Linked DNA regions of Pan troglodytes: region 1 is linked to region 2. Evidence: chromatin contacts called from public HiChIP or PLAC-seq data. All regions are on one chromosome and are shown on one strand. The core of a region is the stretch at or near the end of the contact, and the rest is flanking DNA. Distances in the headings are between cores, read along the strand shown.

The links. HiChIP or PLAC-seq counts read pairs in DNA pulled down with a chosen protein or histone mark.
Region 1: a contact with region 2 is called in an H3K4me3 HiChIP or PLAC-seq map of stem cell-derived excitatory neurons, with 8 times the contacts expected there. The contact joins the promoter of MTSS2 here to the promoter of CALB2 in region 2. A contact is called at or near these places in 1 of 7 Hi-C or Micro-C datasets (stem cell-derived neural progenitor cells) and 1 of 1 datasets of contacts at active chromatin or transcription factors (stem cell-derived excitatory neurons).

The regions. Positions count from the first base shown.
Region 1 is chr18:71,995,400-72,001,349 of NHGRI_mPanTro3-v2.0_pri, forward strand. It overlaps MTSS2 (MTSS I-BAR domain containing 2), which reads left to right and starts at 3,770. Exons shown (of 13, transcript XM_054669544.2): 1 at 3,770-4,061. The coding sequence starts at 3,993. It overlaps VAC14 (VAC14 component of PIKFYVE complex), which reads left to right. Exons shown (of 19, transcript XR_010152443.1): 19 at 1-2,346.
Region 2 is chr18:71,319,866-71,325,898 of NHGRI_mPanTro3-v2.0_pri, forward strand. CALB2 (calbindin 2) reads right to left here and starts at 1,451. Exons shown (of 11, transcript XM_016930126.3): 1 at 1,282-1,451. The coding sequence starts at 1,375.

The DNA.
Region 1 (5,950 bases), core at 2,520-5,019, 680 kb after region 2:
ACAGCCTAGAACACTGCCCACAGCCTGGCCCTCTAGAATGGGCCCCGCCCAGCTGCTTTTGATCTTTGTTGAACTAAAGTCAGCTGAGCCCCGCTAGGGAGGCAGGAGCGCCAGGCCCAGAAAAGCAGCAGCCGCAGCCGTAGACATGTCCAAGATGTTTTCTGGTGGTGCATCTTCAGCAGGGAGGCAGGAAGGGAACAGGTGTGGGCAGGCAGAGCTGAGCAGGGGTGCAGGAGGCCGCCTCCGGGCCCCAGATGGCATCTCAACTGTGGGAAGAGTCCCCCTGCCCCGGTCCTGCCCAGCAGGCTGGTGGGCCACCTGAAGCAACTGTCAGGCTCTGGCCGTTGACTCTTCCTGCTGGACTGAACTCATGGCCAAGAGTTCGTTTTGGGGGAGCTCCATTTTGTCTCCCCCAAAATGGCCTCCTTTATTTCCACCCTCAAGCTGCTGGGCCCCGGCTGGCCTCACGTTGGAGGGGCAGAACTGTAGCCACAGTGGCACCTGCCAGGTACCTAAGCTGGGGCTGGATACCAGGTGAAGCTCTTACACATCGTGTCAAGGCATCTTGGCAGCCACCCCAGGGCCGCTCCTTAGGTAGCCCTCGCTTTGCAGATGAGGAAACAGTCACGTGCTCAAGTCACACCGCTAGGAAGCGGTGGAGTTATGGTTGGGTCCAGGTCTGTCTAGATCCTGTGCTCTGCCACTGCCTGCACCCCCCTTCCCGGCCCTGCCGATTGGCATCTTTTCATAAACTTGAAGGGCCCCAAGACTCTCTGCTTAGCTGAGCAGCCCACAGTCTTCCTGAGACCCCTTCCCAGGGCCACCAGGCCTCAGGGCCTGGAAACAGATACTTCCTAGCCCACATGGATCTGCTCCTCCAAACCAGTGAGGCCAAAGGGAGGGAGCAGAACATTTCATGAGACACTGCTGGAGGGTGAGTAGGAACAGGACAGGAGCCCAAGGGGATCTCATCCCCAGGGGCAAGCTAAGCACTGGGCTTGACAGGGACAGCAAGGCTACCGCATTGCACCATTATAGGGAGCATCATGCACACTAGCTGTGCAGTGCACAACCTGTGTTGCTGTACAGAGCAACTGGAGAGGGTGGCAGCAACAGGAATGTAGGAGCTGTAGGCATGTCCAGTGGTGAGACCGGCATTCCTCCTCCCAGGGACAGTGAGTGACTGCAGGCCTTGGGGCCCCAACACTCAAAAACAAATGTCCTGCCAAGTGGAGGGCCCGGCAGAGGCTCTTCAGCAATTCCCATTTCCCCAGTCCTAGCCCTGCCTCTCAGAGAAAGGGCCAAGCTGCCACCTCCCCCTTCTCCCCAGACCCTGTTCCAGGCCCCAGCTGGCTTCCTGGCTGGCTGCTAGCCCTGGCTTTCACCCCAAAGGGAGCCACTCGTAAACAGGAAATGCTTCCCAATGCGATGCCTGCTCTGGGCGCCATCGCCAGCCCACAGGCCGAGGGCAATAGCCAAGCAGCAGTGTTAGCTGTTCCCACCAACTGCGGAAGAGGGGGATGCTCAGGGGCTTCCCAGCTCTGGGGCCGGCCATGAGGGAAGAGTTGCCAGGCCTGAGACAGACGCCCAGAGGCCGAGCCCACCAGCCTGTGGCTCTGCCTCTGACCCCACTGCCCTCCAGCAGTAACCCCCCTGTGAGCTGATCCCTGACACTGAGCATTTCTGCTCCCTCTTCCCAGAGACAGTCTAAAGGCAGCCCCCAAGTCCCAGAGAGCTGACTCCCCTAGCATCGACTACGCAGAGCTGCTGCAGCACTTTGAGAAGGTCCAGAACAAGCACCTGGAAGTGCGGCACCAGCGGAGCGGGCGTGGGGACCACCTGGACCGGAGGGTTGTCCTCTGACAGGCCTGGCACGGAGGAGGGCCCACCGAGTGGTCCTATGAAACACTCAGGGTCGTCACGCCCTCCCGAGGAGCTCAAGGACCTGCCTGTCAGGACCAGGGCTGGGCCTGCCAACCCAGGGCAGTGTTGGGGCCGGAGGCTGCTGTGTCTGCCCAAGCTCCTCTGAGAGTCCAGTCCCCAGGCCTCCAGCGCTGTCAGCTGCACCCTGGCATTCACACAGAGCTGGCTGCCCACCCAGTGGGGGGCTATAGCCTCAGAGACCACTCATCCTCTGGAATCAACCTCTTTCTAATACCCTCTTGGAAAAAGAGCTTGCCCCTCCTCCAGCACACTAGAGCTCTGGCCTTGTGTGTATATGTATACATACGTGAACACATGCCTATGTGTGTGTGTGTGTACTTGTATGCACGTAGGCACCAGCACAAAGATCTGAATGATGCACCCCACCCCCACCCCAATAAAGAAATAACAGAAAACCCTCAACCCGAGCCGGCCTGCTCCTTCCCAGCTGACACGTGCAGCTGTCCGGGGGCCTCACCCTGTCCTGGAGATCGGGTTTCATGATGGCCCCAAGGAGTACTGGCTGCCCCAGGGCCTGGTCCCTGCACTCACCTGAGTGGAGCTATGGGCCTAGAGCCTAGGTCCCCACCTCTGGAACCTGCACCCTCCTAGAGAGCACCATGCACTGCCTGCCCTGGAATCCTGAACCCTGCCTTCCCCAATCTGCCTTTCTCATCCTGACTCCCTGGGGCAATGGGAGTTCCCCACTGGGGACATGGGAGCTGAGCCCCAGGAGTTCCTGGATGAAAGGGCAATGCACACTGCAGAACACTTTGCAGATCACGGGGCAAGGGGAGGAAAAGCCCAGAGCAGTCCAGGGAGGGGCAGGTGCCCCAACCACTGCTGCAGCTGAAAGCCCTTCCTCACCGGGAGTGGTACCACCTGCCCCCAGGCTTTGGGAACCCTGGGCTTGGTCTCCTAATGAGCTTGTAATTGGCTCCCTCCGGCCCATGGAGTAGGGGAGAAGGAGCTTGTGCCTGCTCTTCCCCAGAGTGCGCTCCCCCATCGTGCTGCCCCCCAGGGTGGGTTTCCCTGCCTGGAGTCTCCAGGACAGGCTGTGCTTGACATTGCTACCCCATGCACGTGTGTGCATCGCACCCACGGTGGACTCAGGCAGCAGAGACCAAGGACAGTCCAGCTCTGCTCTGCAGGTCCGACATTAGCCCCCACCCGCGAAGAAGAAGATTGTTCAAGGCCCAGGAGACTACCACTGCCCCCCAAATGCCCAGCCTCGGGCACCCCATCCGGGTGGCATCGGCACCACTTGGAGAAGGAGCCAAGGAACTTGGAAAGGTCCGAACTTGAGGAAGGTCTGTGCCTGCGATGAAACGTCCCAAGGCGGGCGGCTCCACGATACCCCGCGCCCTGCTGTGTGCGGTGTATCCCACCCATCCAGCCGATGCACCGACCCCATCCCGCCACTGTACCCACTGCCTGTCTTTAGAAGCGCGAGAAGCCCCCCGCCCCAGACCAAAGGCCAGAAGAGATCGTGGAGCCCCTGCCCGGGGGCCGAGGCCCAACCGCCAGTCCCGCTCCTGCGTGGGCAGGGCGGGCCCCGCCCCAGCGCCGCCCCCCGACCCTCGGTGGCGCCCGCGCCCGTCGGCCCCGCTCGCCGGACCAGTCTGGCAGCGCCCGGCCTCGGATTTCAAAGCCCTGGTTTCTGGCCGTGAATGGGCCTGCGCCCGCGCGGCCGTTCCCACAGCCCCCTCCCGCGCGGCCCGCCCTCCTTCCCTCCCTCCTCGCGGTCCCCCCTCCGCCGCGCCCACGTGACGCCCGATCCTCGGCGGCTCGGATTACCGCCGCCGTCAGTCCCCGCGCCGAGGCTGCGCCGCGAGCTGCCCGCGCCGCGCCCCCCGCGCCGCCCGCCAGCCCCGCTGCGACATGGCCCGCGCCGCCCGCCGGAGGCCCGCGACCCCGGAGCGCGGCGCGGCCGGCCGCTGAGCGCAGCCTGGAGGCGGGAGGCCCGGCCTGGCCTCGGAGCGAGCGCCCGCGCGGCCTGGCCCCCTCCCTTGCGCGGCTCCCCGCGCTCCGTGCGCCTAGCCGCCGCCGCGGCCCGGCCCAGCCAGAGCATGGAGACGGCGGAGAAGGAGTGCGGCGCCCTAGGCGGGCTCTTCCAGGCCATAGTCAACGACATGAAGGTAACCGGGGCGCGGCGGGGCCGGGCGCGCGGCGACGGGTGCGGGACCCCCCGGGGACGCGTGGCGGCGGGTGGCCGAGCCTCGTGTGGCCGCGCGCCGCGGTGTCTGTGTGTCCTTGTCTGAGCGCGTCCTGCCTGCGTCTGCTGGGCGCCCGTGTCTCCGGGTGCCCGTCTGGGGGTGTGGGTGCTCGTGTGTCGGGGTGTCCGTGCGGTGCCCGCGGTGGCCCCTTGGGGTCCTGACCCGAGCCTGTGCACACGCAGGCTCCCTGCGCCCCAGACCGCCAAACCATGAATGGGGTTTGGATCCAGGACCGACTCTAGGGCCCTTTAACGAGTCCGGGGTCTTACCGGCCTCCGCCCCCTTCCACCACCATGTTCCCCCACGGCCCAGACAATGCTGTCACCGCCAAAGCAGGAAAAAATAATAAAGCGGAGAACCGTTAACTCCTTCCCCGCCGACCTAGGCCTCTGCACCCGACCGTGAGACTGCGTCCCCCAGCCCCGCCCCACCCCCACAGCCCCAGGAAGCTCCAGGACTCCAAGGTCTCCAGGCTGAATGTCCCTGCATCCCAAGGATAGGCCTTGATCATCACCTTGGGAGGAGGCGGGATGAAGGCTGGGGTCGGTGGAGCAACCCCAAGGGAGCGCTTTTCCTACCCCATTACCACCCTGGGCTCTCAGCTCCGAGCCCTTCCTGTCTCCCAGGATTGCTTAAGGTCAGGCTGGATCCAACCACCCATTCATTCCTCACCCCACCAGGTGGGGAAACTGAGGCCTGGAAATGGCTCAAGGTCGTTAAGGAGACTATTGGACCCTTCCCCTGACCTCAGCCCCCATTTTTCCTCCTGCGAAAATTAGTGGGTTCCTCTCCCCAAATGAGGCCAGGGTTTGGCAGGGCTGCCCTACGCTGACTAGGCAGAGAGGGCCCAGCTCCAGTGATAGGGTGGGGGCCAGGAACCAGTATTCCTGCCCTCCTGCCGTGCCCCCTTTCCTTAGCCTAGGATGAAGGGGCAGGATTTGGGGGCTGGGAGGAGAAGGGGAAAGAACGAGGCACCCCACAGGATCTCCCAAGGGCCCCCACCCCCACACCCCAGCGCAGATTCTCCAAGTGCACAACACAGAATCCCACCAGGCCAGGGATGGGGGTGACACCACCCAGTACAGTGCTGCTAGGACAGGCCCCGTGAGGGGTGGGGGTTGCTGGCAGGTTGGAGTTCGAGGCTCCCGGTGCTGCCAGGACAACAGCCCCAGGGACAGCTGCCAGATCTCTGCCCCCGGAAGAGGCCTGAAGCCAGCCTGGCCTGGGACTACCCAGTTAGCGGCTTGTAGATGCCCCCCACCCCCTGCCCCTCATGGTGCACTCCCCCTGGGACCCCCATCTCTTGCAACTGTACATCTGGGCCCCTCCGCTGGCCCCCAGCAGTCCCCGCCTGTCCTGTGGACATCACAGCCCTGGCCCCAGGATCCTGTTAAGGGACTGGGCAACACAGACCACCCTCCCCTGGCCGATCCCAGAGCTGGCTCCGGATGGGCCTTCCCGCACCCCACCACCCACCACCACTGGCAGCCTCATAGCAACCACTGCAGAGAGCAGCAGATTTTGCTCGTGGAAGCGGACCAGGACAGTCTCTCTCCCTCTCCAGCCAATTTGCAAGGAACTTTGGGATGAGACAGAAGGAAGTGGGCCCAGATCATAGCAAGAGGTTCAAGCCAGACATCGGGCATGATTTGCTGACATGTGGAGGCAAAACAGGAGAGGCTTCACCTGGGATGATGCCAAGGACAGATTCGCCCCTACCTATGACACAGGCATGTGTTCAGGGGCCATGACCAGGGGCAGAGAAGGGGATGAGGCCCTGGAAGCTGACCACCTGGATTTGGGGGGGCAGC
Region 2 (6,033 bases), core at 201-2,700:
GAGGGAAGAATGGAGTGAGGCACACCTGATGCCCCTCTGTTTTCCATCCCCCTTGCTATCAGACCCCAGGATAAACTCCCTGTCATCCCACACAGATCTGGGACAGGGGCCTGAATGACAGGTGTCAGAGCCCACAAGGCTGAGCCTGGCCCCCTGGGGGGCTGTGCAGTGCAGTGGTTAAGAACTTGTCTTCTGGAGACAGCATCTGTCTTAGCCTTTCCCGTTGGCCTCCCTTTGGGGTCAGCCCCTCCAGGAGCCATTAGCTACCCGAGGGGAGGGTAGCTACAGACACCACAAAATGTCTGAGATGCCAGAATATTTTGGATGCTCGTCTTAGCCAGGTCTGTGCATAGAGAGGGAAATCCGATCACTTATTTTTTCGGAGTAACAGAAACAGAGTCTCTAGTGATATCAAAAGCCTCTAAAGGGGGACCACCCTTTATGCCTGAGTCAGACCACCACAGGCACTTGGAATCCCAGTGCTGGGGGCTACCTCCAAAGGTCATTTGGTCTGGCCCTTGCTTTTTGGGTGAGTCAGTGTCAAGACCACACAGAGCAGAGGGTTAGTCACTGAGGCACTTAGGGTGGTGCCTCCCCCTACCCAGGGATGAAGTCACCAAGAGTACCCAGGATTATCACTATGAGGGAACAGGTCTGGGACTGGCACCCCAACGCTGCCCGCCACCACACCCACTGCTGCTGTATTGGGAAACCTACATGCCCACGGCGGCTGGAAAATGGACAAAGGAAGCAGGGGGGTGTTCAGGGCCCCCAGTGCCATTTTCCACTCCTGCTCCCAGCCAATCAAGCTGGGGAGGCCACGTTTCCCTTCAGGATCCCCTAATTTATCCCAGCCTCCAGCAGGGTAAGGGGGCTAACCTAGCATTCAACAAAAGGGGAAGAGGAGGAAAGAAATGAGTGGTCTTCTGAGACCTGTGGCTGGAGCAGCTGAAGGCAGGGGAGGTGGGGGAGATGGCAGGGGGAACCTGGAGGCCTTCCCAGCCCAGGCCACCTCTCTGAGAAAGCTCCCACTTGCTCAGAATAAAGGTGCAAATGCGGGTGGGCTCTGGGTCATCTATGTTAGGGAAGAAAGTTACTGACAGTTGTGCCCAGAGCAGCCGGATGTCTCCCAAACCCGGGACCCCTACCCCAGCAGGCTCTGCGACCAGACCACCTCCTGAGGGCAAACGTACACCTGCCCGCATTCAGCGCCGCCCCCTGTCCCCTTCACCGCAGATCCCCTGGGTGCCAATGGGCACAGAAGTTGGGAGCTTTACTGACCGTCTGCGTCAAAGTGCTTCCATATTTCCAGGAACTGGGACGCCGTCAGCTCGGCCAGGTGCAGGTAAGGGGGCTGCTGCTGCGGGCCAGCCATGGCGAGCCGCTCGGAGACCTCAGCCTGCACCGCTCCCGCTCCGCGCCGGCTGGGCTCTGGCACTCGCGCTGGGGCTGTGCGCCACGCTGCCCTTATATACGCTCTGGAGCCTGCGCCTGCGCCCGGCCGCCAGCAGGGGGCGCGCGCGCTCAGGGAATCCGACCGGGGCGCGGCGCGGCGGGGGCGGCGGCGCGAGAGGCTCGGCCCGGACTCCTAGAGGGCCCTTACCTCTGCGCTGAGGCCCCTCGGCGCCGGGCCAGGGACACCCGGAGGATTTTCGGTGAAAATGAGGGAGAGGCTGCCCTTGCCTTCCCTCCCGACCGTCTCGAGTACATCCACCACTTATTATTGTTGGCAATAGCAATAATAATAACAGCAGTAACAACACTAATAGTAATACTAACACAAACTTGACAAATATTTAGCACTCGGGCTTCGGAGTTCACTAGGTCTCTGTTGTGCCTCCTCTCTTCTGATCCTTCCACAGCAGGAAGAGCTGGGACCACTTTTCTGATGAGGTACTTGTGACTTAAGATGATTAAGTGACTGGCCCAGCAAATTAGTGGCAGGGCTAGAATTTGAACTCAGCACTCTTTCCACGCAGCACGTGGCTCCTTCATGGGGCTCAGTCTTGCAGAGCAGCCAAGAGTTCTCAAGGCTTTAGTGGGGAGCAGCTGGAATCAGCAGTGCCCCGGGAGGATTCCGATGGAAGTGGCGTGGGGTGGGGGTGGGGGGCTTCCACTGTCTGTTTGGGTCCTGGTATATCCGTCCCCTCGGAGCCTCCCTCCACCCCTGGTACCTGCCTCACGCTGGCCATGCTCTGGGGGTCTTTTAGACATTTGGCCAGGGGGTGGCAGAACTAGATCAACCCGTACCAGGTCTTAACCACGCCCACCTAGGGACATCGTGGGAATGTGCCTGCTCCGGTGGACAGAGAACAACGTCCAACTCTGTCTTGGGGATGTTCTGAGCTGGTCTCAGAGAAAATAGACGCAGCTACTGAGCGCACATCCCGAGGGCAGCAGACAGGACTCCCCAGCAGGGAGCTGGGCCCTCTCCCCATTCTCTCCTGCGGTCTGAGCCCTTAGGGGTCTGTCCTGGCCTTGTGGTAAGGTAAGACACCTTACCCACAGAGTGACAGCATCATCCCTCCTTTCTCCCCTCTCCTGCCACGGAGTGACTGAGACATGAATTGGCGATCTTTAACATGTGCTAATGAGTGTTAGCTGAACCACCTTCCAAGAGGAGAGTGAAAGGCAAGGAGGTAAGTGAGAATGAAAAGGAGGTCGCTGGGGGAGAGGGGAACCCAGGAGGAGATAGAGAGAGGGTTGTCCCTTGGAGAGAGGGCCAAGCCCAGAGCAAGTCTCAAAGGGGCAATAGAGAATGCAGGTTCCAAAACCACTTGTTCTTTGCCTAGGGTGAATGTGTTTAGAGTTACTTGCAGGAACAGACTGGGGAGAGAAGTCATCAAAAGCTAGCTTTAGAGGTACCCATCCACCTTGCTGAGAGATTCACCAAAGCCCCTAGGGAGGCAGGATGACTCAGTGGTTAAGAGTAGGCACTGAAGAATCAGGCTGCTTGGGTGCGAATCCCAGAATAAGCTGTGTGACCTTGAGCAAATTATATAACCTGTCTCTGCCTCAGTTTTTCTCTTCTGCAAAATGGGCATGTGGGCATACGCCTTTTAGAATTGTTGGCTGGGTGCGGTGGCTCATGCCTGTAATCCTAGCACTTTGGGAGGCCGAGGTGGGCAGATCACGAGGTTAAGAGATTGAGATCATCCTGGCCAACATGGTGAAACCCAGTCTCTACTAAAAAAAAAAAAAAAAAATACAAAATTAGCCAGGTGTGGTGGTGCATGCTTGTAATCCCAGCTACTTGGGAGGCTGAGGCAGGAGAATCGCTTGAACCCGGGAGGCGGAAAGGTTGCAGTGAGCCAAGATCGCACCACTGCACCCCAGCCTGGGCGACAGAGCGAGACTCTGTCTCTAATAATAGTAATAATAATAATAATATAATTGTTCTGAGGGTTAAATGAGTTAGGGCTCCTGCTGCCCTTCATGGAACCAGTGATCAGTGGTTGGCTTGGCAAGAAATTTCTCAGTCAGCATCACCTCCCCTGGGGTAGCTAATGAATGGATCCTGGAGGGGCTGACCCCAACGGGAGGCCAACGGGAAAGGCTAAGACAGATACTGTCTCCAGAACACAAGTTCTTAACCACTGCGCTGCACAGCCCCCCACGGGGCCAGGCTCAGCCCTGTGGGCTCTGACACCTGTCATTCAGGCCCCTGTCCCAAATCTGTGTTGGGTGAGAGAGCTCATCCCTGCTTCTCCAAGAAGCAAAGCCAGTGTCCCCGTGCTACTTTGGTTTTCCTGGTGAGGAGTAAAGAGTGAAGCTCCTACTTCCTGCTTTCCAGAGCTGTTGAGATCAGGGGGACATGGTTCTGGGTATGACAGTAGGGTGGCCACAGTGACCTTTAAACTGTCTACTGGGACAGTCTTGCCTCGTTCATTTCAGATGCACAGTTGGTCTGTTTCTGGGAGGCCCATTCCTGGAGGACTGAGGAGCCCAAGCTGGTGCATTTGTGGTTTATCTCCAAGTTGAGTCCTGCAGAAACAGCCACATTGAGCAGTTACAAGTTCCTGCCCTGGAGTCAGATAGATATGGGCTCAAAACCCTCTTGCTGGTTGTGAGGCCTTGGGCAAAGCTATTTAACCTCTTTGAACCTTTCTAAAAATCAAGGTAATTAGTTTCACAAAGTCAGTGGAAGGACCAAAAAGAATGTAATCAAGGGGTTAGCTAGCAAGAACCCCAGCAGCCGTAAGTGCTTAATTAATAGGCAGGTATTCTTACCAATGCAAGGATGTGAGGAGGGATTTTTCTTGTTGTTCTGAAATAGTGGCAGTTAGGCCACATCTGGAATCACAGCAATCAGATGCCTTGTGTCTTCCTGGCTTGCTCAGCCTGCCCACCACCACCCACCAAGGCCAGGGATTATCAGGGGAGATGTCTGGGTGCGGGAGAGAGGAGCATTGGCCTTCTGGGAGTGCAGCATTTGTGGCTGTCCTGAAGTCAAGTTTTGTTGGAGGAACCCCCAGAAATCCTCTCCAGGTTGTGGGGGATTTCAGCAGCAAGGAGGAACTGGAGATGTCACCTGGCTCCAGAGTGGGCTGGGGTAAGCAGTGTTCTGGAGTTTGGGCCACATATGGAGTTGGGACTGGCGCTTGCTTCTGACTCAGAGCTGTCTGATGGCCTATGAAAGCAGCTTAGACTGCCCTGTCCTGCATCTAGAAGGAAGATGGGAGCCACCATGGTTCTCTGCAGCCCTTGGGGGTTGCTATGGCTCCTGGGAAAGGTGCATATAGTTTAAAGAGGGGGCCGAAGCCAGATACCTGCTGGTGTTTATGATATCCTCGGTGTTTAGGAAGCTAGTGCGGAGCTGAAGACCGCTCCAAAAAACCTTCACTCCACTATGCACAGGCCCTCAAATTCCTCAGAGACCAGCAGCGGGAGCCAAAGCCTGTGATGCTCCTACAACCTGCAAGCGACCAGAGAGGTAGGAAGACCTCCCACCCCTCATCTCTCCTTGCAGCTCCCTCTGCCCTACCAGGAGGGGATGTCTTAGAGCCAGCCATCCCTTCTCTCCAGGCTCAGCTCCAGACCCAAGCTCCTTGTCCAGTTTGCAATGGGAAAGGAGAAGAGCTTTGCATTGGAGAAGAGACTGGAGTCTTAGCTGGACTGGTCCAAGTTTCAATAACCAAATGTGTGAGGAGAAACATGGACTCAGATAAGAAATCATTCAGAGATAGGAAAGAGAGGTTCGATGAGCGTATTTTAAAGCAGTGTCGGTAAAGACGGAACATTTATGAGCACATTTCCGTAAATTAAGGCTCTTGTAAGTAATTTCAGATGTCTGGGGTTCTGCTTCCCTTCCAGGACTTCCCCTCGAGTTTTATTACAATAATGATAATGACGATGATGACGACAATGATGGCGATAACCATGAGGATACCTTTAAATGCCTTTACAGAGGGTTTTGATGTGTCTTGCTTTGTTTGGTCCTCACAACTCCCCTATCAGGTGTGCAATGCAAGAATCTGACCCATTCCAAAGATAGGGAAATCAAGGCTCAGAGAGATTAACACCCAACCAAGACCTGGGAGGGGTGGGGTATCAAGAACACTTTGTCCCCTCCAGTTTCCATGGTATATGGAGTCTTTGTGGACCAGGTGCCAAGCTCCTGGGCACTATGTATAAAGTTCTTCCCGGACCCTGGCCACTGGAGCCACAGGGCCCCTCCCAGCGTTAAGGAGTAATGCCAAGCCCACTGTTTACCCACCAGTTCTCTGATGGCTGGTTCCTCCCTCCACCAGAAGGGCAAATTGGGGACCACCTTCACTTTCGCATCCCCAGCCCACCAGCTCATTTGAGTGCTGTGATCTGACACCAAGGATTGGCAGGGAGACTTGCCCAACTGTCCCTCTGCCCCAGGACCCTAGAATCACTCCCTCAAGAAGGGAGGGAGGCTTGGTGACTGAAGTGGTGAGATGTCAGAGGACAGATGACAAACAACTTTCCAACCAGGATCCACTGGGCTTCGGTAATTGGCTGAGCTCCTTGGAGCACCTGGTGTTATTTTGGAGCACTTCAAAGGAA